Linked DNA regions of Mus musculus: region 2 is linked to region 1. A link is a contact called in public HiChIP or PLAC-seq data. All regions are on one chromosome and are shown on one strand. Each heading gives the region's core, a stretch centred on a gene start, on an enhancer-like site or on the middle of the called end of the contact. The rest is flanking DNA. Distances are from core to core; before and after follow the strand shown. Region 1 holds the start of Kcnj12 (potassium inwardly-rectifying channel, subfamily J, member 12). Region 2 has its middle 50 kb from the start of Tnfrsf13b.

What was found. HiChIP or PLAC-seq counts read pairs in DNA pulled down with a chosen protein or histone mark.
Region 2: a contact with region 1 is called in an H3K27ac HiChIP or PLAC-seq map of heart atrium, with 11 read pairs. The contact joins the enhancer-like site here to the promoter of Kcnj12 in region 1. A contact is called at or near these places in 5 of 39 promoter capture datasets (the 3T3-L1 cell line, cranial neural crest, embryonic stem cells and 1 more), 7 of 484 Hi-C or Micro-C datasets (bone marrow-derived macrophages, cerebellar granule neurons, cortical neurons and 4 more), 7 of 115 datasets of contacts at active chromatin or transcription factors (SST interneurons, VIP interneurons, cardiomyocytes and 2 more) and 3 of 9 other capture datasets (adipose tissue, macrophages and pancreatic islet).

The regions. Positions count from the first base shown.
Region 1 is chr11:61,020,030-61,024,855 of GRCm38.p6, reverse strand. It overlaps Kcnj12 (potassium inwardly-rectifying channel, subfamily J, member 12), which reads right to left and starts at 2,292. Exons shown (of 2, transcript NM_001267593.1): 1 at 2,006-2,292.
Region 2 is chr11:61,074,264-61,078,922 of GRCm38.p6, reverse strand. No RefSeq gene overlaps it. Among named protein-coding and RNA genes, the nearest start is that of Tnfrsf13b, 50 kb to the left of the region's middle. Within about 2 kb of position 3,397, at least 27 of the 459 cell types and tissues checked have an H3K27ac peak or open chromatin away from gene starts, as enhancers often do. A contact at or near this core is called in heart atrium, where this site is marked.

The DNA of each region.
Region 1 (4,826 bases), core at 1,043-3,542:
AGTACTGCCCAGTCCTGCCTAGGGCAGAGCAGAGAGAAACACAGGAGTCTGCATAAAAAGCCTTCTGATTCGGGGAAAATGAGGCAAACCTTCTGTTTTGACCTAACATGTTGCATGGCTCTGGAAGCACCTGCCGCGGATACCTCTCCCAACACAGCACAGCCTCCTAAACCTCCCTCCACTAGACACACATCTACAGGGGACCTTGCCTAGAGAGCTCAGTGATAGAGGACAAATCCATCACGCCATTGTGCCCACCCAACCCAAGACAGATGGGAACAATTAGGGCTTGAAGTACACAAATGTCAGTCCTGTGTGAACACTGTATTTACAAGGCACTTTCTGTCCGCATATAGCAGTATCTCAATGGAGAAGATGGTCCAGCAGCACCAGCTCTACCTACCTTGTCCCTAAGGATGTCTGAGCCTCCCCCACCCCCCATCCCCGTTCCCACAATGCTGAGGCTGGTCTGGTGGGCCATATGCCCACAGCCATGCATTTATTCTCACGAGTGGCTCAGCCTATCCAGGGTCACCTGCTATGACAAAGACCCTTGTGTCTCCTGACCAATTGGAGGGACCCCTTGAACACAACTGATGATTTCAGAAGAACTGAGAAGTCTCTTTGGGGTTCCCCTACAGACCCTAAAGGGATGCAGAGGAAGGAATATTCAAGGAGAAGCCTGGTACTCAGATCCGCCTCCCCTCCCTGGCCCTCTCCTGTTCATGGGCAGATTTTGGTAAAGGGGTCCCAAATCAGGCACCTGGTGCAGTGCCAGGCTGGAGTGAGTCTAGTCAGGTGGGACAGCAGCCAGGGCGGGCTTTTGCTTATCTCTCAAAGAGTGTGTAAAGGCTGGGAGCCTAAGCCTTGTGGGTTTCCACCTTGGAGGAGGCGGCAGCTGATTTCTGTGAGCATGTGGGCACCTAGGCAATCCAGAGAGCTGAAGCCTCTAACCAGTGCTCAGGAGGTGGATGCCAAGGCCAGGAAGTCCCTAGATCATTACTGCCAGCTTTGGGCTTGGGTACAGGTAGTAAGGAAGAAACTAGAAAGGACCAAAGACAGTATCACACTCTGGGAATGGCCAGAGGGGCAGCCCCAATCCCACCAGGTCTATCAGTAGGGCGGCAGAACCTCCTAGAACTGGAGGCCTTCACCAAAGGACAATTTCTTGTGAGCTCTAAGGTAGTCATAGGACATGTGCACAAATTAAGGCAGGTACGGGTGTCCGGGTGTTGGGTGTCTAGGGCCTCAGCTCTCCCGCTCTCCCCCAAAGCTCTTCATAGGCTCGCCACCCCAGCTGCCTCTTCCAAAGGGTGCAGTTCCCCCACAGGACACCAGAATAGACTTGTGCGTCTAGGAGAGACTCTGCACTGAGCCCCTTTTGGGGTTTCTCAAGACCAAATTTAAGAAGCAAAAGGTGCCCTGGACTTGCAGGCTAGATGGATGGTTAAGAACCACCTCCAGACTATTTTGACTCCATTACAGCACAGGCGACGGGAAAGAAATGTCTCCAAAGATCCCAGGTCTTAGCCGGGAGCATTCTCAGGTCGCTAGCCAAACCTGTGCACTCACTCTGTACCCCATCTTGATCACAGGTCTCTCGGGTAAGGTCACGCCTAGGACCTATGCCGCGCGCAAAAGTGGCTCCGCCCGCTGCTTTACGAGCCCCCTCAATCCAGCCGGCCGAGGGGAATCAAGAGCTCCTCAAAGTTTCCGAGAGCCGCCCCTCCCGCCCCCGCAACACATATATACACCCCTGGAAAGACGTTAGCCCGGAGCAAAGTTCCCTGGTGGCTGTAGCCCGAAACATGGCAGGGGAAGAAAAGCTCTCTGTCAGCATTTCATCTGGTGGTTCACCACGGGAAAGGAGAAAAAGGAACGGAGGGAGCTCTTCTGCCTCACCTTCCCTGTTGCTGCACCACCCCTCGTTCACCCGGGGCGGGAAGCTGTCTGCGGGGAACTGGGGCCGAGCGGGTGGGCCGTGCGCCCGCGGCCGCGCTCTTACCTCGGTCAGTGGCCGGGGCGCGGCGCGTCCCGCGTCCTCCAAGCTCCGCGCGGCCGTTCCCGGTCCCGGCCGCCGCTGCGCTGGCTGCATTGCCACCGTTGCCGCCGCCGCCTCAGCGCAGCCCCTGGGAGCGCTCCACGCCGAGGGGCGCGTCGCTCCCGGGCGCTGGGTGCCACCAGCCAGCCATAGGTCGGGGGCGCACGCCCAGACGGCGCCCCCAGCCACTCGGCGCTCGCTCCGGGCTCGCCGCTGGCTTCTGTCGCTCAGTCCCGCGACAAGAAGCGCCGACCCACCCCCTCCCCCGCCGCAGTTATCTGATCCCGGGCAGGGCCGGGCGCGCTCCCCTGAGCCGGGTGTGGGTGTCCTGCACCTCCCAACGGGCTTCGATCGTACAGGGCACCCTCCCCCGGCGACCGTTCTCAGGGAGGCGGTGGCAGCGCAGTCGCGGCGTGGCCGGGGGAAGACGGGGAACGAGGAATGGAGGGCGAGGAGGCGGCGGGAGGCAGAAGCTCTGCGCGCACCCAGCTCCGCGCCCCGCTGCCACAGTAGCCCTTCTCGGTAACTCCTCCAACTCTCCGCCAAAAGCACGCCCGCCCTGCGCCGCGGCGCCGCTGATCCCGCCCACCACCGCCCTGGCCTGGCCCGGTGGCCCCTCTTGGCCCCAGCTGCCCCCCACACGCACCAGCCACTTGCGCACTGGAGCGCGCGCGCGCGAACACATACGCGCGCACGCGCGTGGCACACACACACCCATACACACACATCTTCCTGGGGACACGCGCACACACAGGTGCATGGCGAGCATATAATAAATACTCAGACTACAGGCAGGCAAGGGAATCTGGACGGGCTGCACACAGCAGGATAGCAAGCTCAGGCGACACCTGCACGAGATGCATGTGATGAGGAGCGCGGTGGCTAAGGTGCACAGGTGCAGTCATAGTCACATATGCACATACGGGGTGGGATCAGTCAACACATCCACACAGGCTCGCTTCTGAGCTCACGCGTTCTTTCCCCTTACACACCAAAGCACAGGGTTACAGGCACACCCCATCCTCTTTAAACACCATATCGCTTCTTCCCATCATGTGTTGTATTTAGCTTTCATCTCTTGCTTTTTCTGTGCTCCTCCTTCTGGCCTTTCTGCTGATTTGATTCCATGTGACTCCCCTCCCCTTGCCCACTCTTGTCTGGAAGGCACCCCTGGTACTCTCCTCTCCCAGTCTCCTGGAGCCTATTGTCTGGGCCTCGCCTCCTGCAGAGCCTGGACCTTTCAGCCTAGCAGACAGATCAGCCTAGCTGGCCTCAGGGAAATCCCATTTTATCATAGAGCTGACCCCCAGCTCAACCCTAACACTGAAGAACCAGGTCAAGAAGGCTGGTCTGCAGGCAGAACACAAGCTTCACAAAACTCCCCAGCCCCCTGGTCTCCAGCCTCTCTGTAATGTGAAATATAATTATGCATTTGAATAGCAGAGACACTCGATGCAGGATCCTAGCCAAGAAGCGCAGCTTTCTGGCCACCCAGATGCCCAGGCTCTGGAAGCTTCTTCAGCGCTCTGCAAAACCCACCATCCCACCTCCAGGAGCCGACTCCTCATCCAGACCCCAGAGTCCCCAGAAAACTCTCCCACTTTGGGTTATGCTTACCCTAACTCAACTGAGCAACCCTGAGCGCCAGGTACAACAGCACTGGGTCTCTGGATTCCCTGTGATCACATGGACATCATGAGGTTCCCTGAGTTATGGCACTGGGGTGAGGGTTAAAAGAGATGAGCGCATGTACAGTTCTTAGCTGAGGAAGGGGCTGAGTCAAACGGCTGGTGGGTCTTGGGTGTTCAAGCAATCTGTGCTGGCCTCTGTGCCAAGGACTTAGCTAGAGTTACTCTGCTGCCATTACGATCCTCTGGGAGGCCATATGATCTATGGACCCACTTTACAGATAAAGACATTGAGGCTCATCAAGGAATAGTTGCTTATCTAGTTTCACAGTGGTAGGGAGAGGTGTCTCAGAACCAAGTGTGTCCTTCAGATGGCCATGCCTTCCTGTCTAGTCACTGTTAGGGGCTGCAATAGAGAGAAAACGGGTAACCCCAGGGACTCTATTCCCAGGTCCCCAGGCCCCCAGGCCTGCCTTGGACAGGCACATGATGTCCTGATGTCTACCTTCTCCTGAATGAACAAGGAGAAAAATGGCTCAGATGTCCCTGGTCCACTCTACCCAGCCCTGGTGTCCAGAACACAGAAGCCAAAGGCAGGAGTAAGGAAAAAATCCCCCCCCCACAGTCTCTACCCTCTCTGGGAGAGCAAATTCAGGTTGCATTCGGGGGCCTCCACCAGACATCCTAAAGAGCTCACAGCATGCTGGTAGACAAGAAAACGGACAAAACATTACAGGGCTCCACTAGGTCTAGGATCTTAGGCTGATCCTATAATGAGTTCAAGGGTGGAGCATACATCCGCATATACAGCCACACTCGGCTGCTTTTCTGAGCAAGGATCTCAGAGGCCTGCGTAAAGCCAGGGTAGGGTTTTTCCCCCTACCCTTTCATCAGCCACATTTCACAGATAGAACCAGCATCTTGTCCAAGGTCACCTAACAAAAAAGACCCACCAGAGAAACCACCCCAACTCCCATAAGCACTCAAGAGCTCTGCACTCTAGACTTCCCATCCCACCCTCCAGCTTACAAGCAGGGACCAGCTTCATTTCTTAACCAAAATCTCATCTCTTTTTGGGACATCGTGAGTCTTCTACCAGGCTCATGGTCATAACCTTCCTATGGAGAGCAAACCCATGCTCAAGATACAGTGACAGA
Region 2 (4,659 bases), core at 2,148-4,647, 53 kb before region 1:
ATGCCATCACTCAGACAAGACTAGTCCTCATCCACCCAGCTCTCACATCATTCAGCAGCAGGTCCTTCAGAACCCATGGGCTGGGCTATCTCAAATCCCAGGCCAGCCCCTGTCTTCTACCTCTGAGTTTGGTCCTGGCTCAGAGAAGTTCAGCTCAGTTTGCCTTCTTTCTGCACATCAAACTCATTGGGCACCTGCCTGATGCCATCCTGCCAGGGACATGGGAGCTCGTGCTTAACAAAGTCCTGTGGGTGCCGGGCACTGTTGCCAGCAGTACCTCTGGGTCAAGGCAGGTCACTCATGGCATCCTCACATGCTGTGTGTTGATTATACCCCCATAGAGAAGAAAACTGAGGCAGAGAACTCATTTACTGAGTTGGGGCGGCAGACATGGGCACTGACACAGCTGTGGTCCCTTACAGTTCTGTCACCCACAGAGCAGAAAGCACATGGATTCCCTGGAATGCTTCAGAAGAGAGGTCGTGTTTGCCACTAAGGGAAGCAGAGGCCAGTGTGGCAGACCCTGCTGGCCAGCTGTTAGCAAGAAACACAGCTCACCAGAAATGGATTCATCAGATGCTGAAATTGTGTGGAAGCCTGGGTACTCTTTTTGATGTAATGTCCTTCAAAGTGTTATTCAAAGAAAGAAAGAAGGAAAGAAGGAAAGAAAGAAAGAAAGAAAGAAAGAAAGAAAGGAAGAAAGAAAGGAAGGAAGGAAGAAAACAAAAGAGAAAAAGAAAGAAAAAGAAAAAGAAAGAGAAAGAGAAAGAGAAAAAAGGGAAAGAGAAAGAGAAAGGAAGAAATGGGGTCCAGGACATTTTTAAAGCACTCAGCAGTGAGTTCCTAAACTGGATCTAGCATTTACGATGCAGCCTGCTCCCCTGTACCTCCAGAGACAGCTTCACTCCCTGCCCGCATCCTGGGTGCTCACCTCCCATCCAGCTAAGAGCAGTTCACCTCCTAGTGGTTCTTTTGTATCTGTTACTGGGCTCCTTCTAAGTAAAGGGAGCTTGCTCTTCAGAGTGCTGAGGCCCAGCAAAAACATACGTTCCTGCTCAAGGAAGATGACATTCTAGAGCAGGCAAAGCAACTGTGCTGTGTGAAGGGCTGAAGAGAGTGGCGGGGATGAAGTCTGGGCCCCGCATGATCCACATGGCATCCTGTGTCCTACATCGTATTGATGGAGGCTCATGTAGCGCCCTCAAGAACCTGAGTGGTCTTTGTGGTGTCTTGTGTGGCATCTATGGAGTCCTTTGGGGGCCCTCTGGGCTCTTTGTGACCTGCCCAAGCAATCTTGCTTCCCTTTACTTTCCTATAGCTTTTGTTTGTGCAGAGTTTGTCCCAGGAACCCCCTTCCCATGCATCTTGTAAACATCAGCTCAGACCTCAGAGGAATTGTCACTTCCCTGAAGAGGCCTACCTTGGTTCCTCTAGCTAGTTAGACCTCCCGGTTTGTGCCCCAACACCCTAACCTTGGATCACACTACTGCACTGCTCTGGGCTGTGCTCTGGCCATGGCCCCTTCTCAAAGGAGCACCCGCCCTCAGTTACCCTTCTCGGGAAACTCACCTTCAGTGGACAGGATCCACCATGCTCAGAAACAGAACTCTTGGGGTAGCTATAGCCAGAGGCTGTCCCTGAAAGTTACAAACCCCAGTGCCCTCGGAGGCGGGACTGCTCCTGCTGGCCTCTGTACTCTAGAGCAGCCGTGAAGCTGGACTGCTGCTGGCTGCTGCCGCCCGCCACCACTCCTCACCTAGTGCCTTCCCTCTATACTATGTTGCTCTTTCTTTTCCTTGGACGGTACTCCATTAATCAGAATCCTCACTTCTAGGGGAATTGGACCAGGACCCTAACTCAGCATCTACCTCCTCAACCTCATGAGTGGAAATCGCTGGACAGCAAAGGCTGAGCCTGGCTGAGTTCCCGGGAGAGAGTGGCAGCTCACAAACACTTGTAGGAAGGATGGCTTCTCTCCTTGTATGGAAAGAGTGACAGGTAGACTAGCGGACAGAGCCACAGCCTGGGTTTCTGAATTCTCACCAGCCTAGAACGAGCCCTTCCTGCATTCTCTAAGAAGGAGAATAGGTCAAGAGAGAGCACAGGGGCTTCCTAAGTCCAAATTCCACCTAGCACAAAGCCCGCCCACTCCATGCCAACTCAGCCCTGGGATCCCACCTCGGGCAAGGCCCTTCCCTTCAATAGGTGGCTGATGGCCAGGCTTTGTCTAGGTTGGGACACAAGAGGGGCTGCAGAGCCCTCTCTATAGATGGGAAGCCTGCAGGCCTCATGCTCCATCCATTCGCATACACATAGAGGTATATATACTGTACCCACTTCTGGCCCTAGGGACTCAAGAAGACCAAGAGATGAATGCTCACCCTGACCAACTTAATAGCCCTAGGGCAGACAATGAACAAGCCCAGGCATTAGAGGGATTAACAGCCTCTGAAGCCATTGAGGATGCACCCCACTTCCTGGTCTCTACTTTAGGACCCTTGTCCCACTTCCCCAGTAGCTCTAGAAAGAGAAACATCAACTTTGACACCTTTTAGGGTTTAAATTTACCATACAAAAAGGTGGACATATTTGGATTTTATTGAGGCCCATTAAGGCAAAACTACTTCCTCCTGATCAAAATAATAGAATCTAAGCCCTACCTCTGGCCTAGTAGAGACCAGGCAATGTAAGCCTCTCCAAATATTATGTTCTACAGTCTTCTCCCTCGGGAGCCAATCCAGATGGGCTTGTCAACCACCTGGGCAGGAGTCCACCCAGCCCCACCCCAGGAAATCTGATTCACCTGAAGACACCTAAGGGCAGAGGCCGACTAATTACCCCCTTAATGAGATCATGTTCGGGTCCTTCCCAGAAGCCCCTCCCTTAGAGTAAACTCGGAGCTCTTCCGTCCTGAAGTGCTGTGGAACCCGCTCACCTTTTAGAGTTATTCAGAAAACTGTAACTTTTATTCTTCCTTCTTTTCTATCTCTTTCTTTCGGATACTGGGCCAAAACCCGGGTGTGCTTTTTCTGACACTCAGGGCTTTCTCTGGGAAGCCTTTCCCCAGCCTCTTTCCCAGCATGCATCCGTGCCACTGTTGCTGGCCGACCTCTGTCTGCTACTGAATATGCTACCCTCAAGCTAGCTCACAGGGCACGGCTTTTTATCTTGCCCTCCTCCAGCTTCCTTCTCCTGGAAACTTCTGGAATCTACAGCTTGCCCAACCTGCTGCTATTCTCTCAAATGCTAAAAAGTCATCCTCAAGATACCTTCTGAGTCACTTTCGAGACTAAGAAAACGCTAAAGAAGGGGCGTTCCAGTCCCCCCCTTACACAGTAACACAGATAAGGATGGCATGGCTAGAGAGGGAGACCCAGCTGTCTATCTTATCTGCTCAGGAACAGGAGGAGGACCTTCATTCATTGGCCAAGATGAGAGAAGGGGGCCAGCCAAGGCACTGACTGCCAACCCTGACAACCCGAACTGTCCTGATGGAAGAAGGAGAGAACTGACTCTCAAGTTGTCCTTTGACCTAGACACACACACACACACACACACACACACACACACACACACACAATTAATTATGTAATTTTAAAATGCTTTAAAAGGAAGTCAGAAAAAGAAGCTATTCATGCAAAGGTCTAAAAATCTAAAGAGAGGTAGGAAGCCTGGGGCAGGTGGGCAGGAAAAGGAGGAGGGGAAACTGAACAGGGGAAGGAAGCAGGGCTCACACAGGACCAGGTAGCAAGGATCAATTGAGACTTTACACTCGGCGGGGCAGGAAGTTGGGAGGAGACCGTATTGGGACTGGATGGACGGTGTATTACTGTGGAATAGGGTGTGTCCTTGGAATTCCCATCACTGCTCAGAAATAAGTGGAAGACTCTAATGTGCCTTCCCATGCTAAGGAAACACCCAGGCACAGTTTTCTCAAGTCCCAGGGTCTCCGCCACAGTAAACAGGGTGATTCCAGGGCAGAGAGCTCACCAGGCTGTACCTCAGCTGACAAGGACTTTGGCTACTGCCCTTGCCAGCAGTAGGCAGAGTGTGGAGTGTCTTGGGTTGATTGCCCTAACATGGAGATGGCTTGGGCCTGAGGCTTAGCTAGATCCCATCTCAAATAACTGCTTTCCAATGATCTTGTTCAAGTTCTAATCCTCTTGAAACACTTTCCTCTAACACAGAGAACTGATGCCTTCTGATTGGTCTGCCAGGGCATGGCTAATATCAACAGACTTCCAGGCAATACACTTCAATTTAGTGGGCACTCTGTCCCCAGTCATGACCAAGTGCCAGCTACTTCTGTTCATCCCGTCTGAATACAAATCCCAAGGTGACCTATTTTACTCCTGAGAGGGCAGGAAAGTGACTTGTCCCTTGACCACTCAGGTACAGCTGTTGTACTTGCCCTCAAGTCTACAGAGCACAGGGTCCAGAGCCCCAGGCTAAACCAAAGTACTTAATGCTAAGTGATGGTTCTTTCACGATCTTTGTAAGCTGGCCATTAGCAGTCTCACTGATGGTGAGCCTGCAGGTGGATGAGTCCCCTGGCAGTCAAGTGGCCTGAATCTGACCTAAGGCCCTTTAGGACATCAGCACAGCCAGGAGAAAGAATGCTAAGAAACTGCAAGCTCAAGGGGACCCAAAATGTGAGCA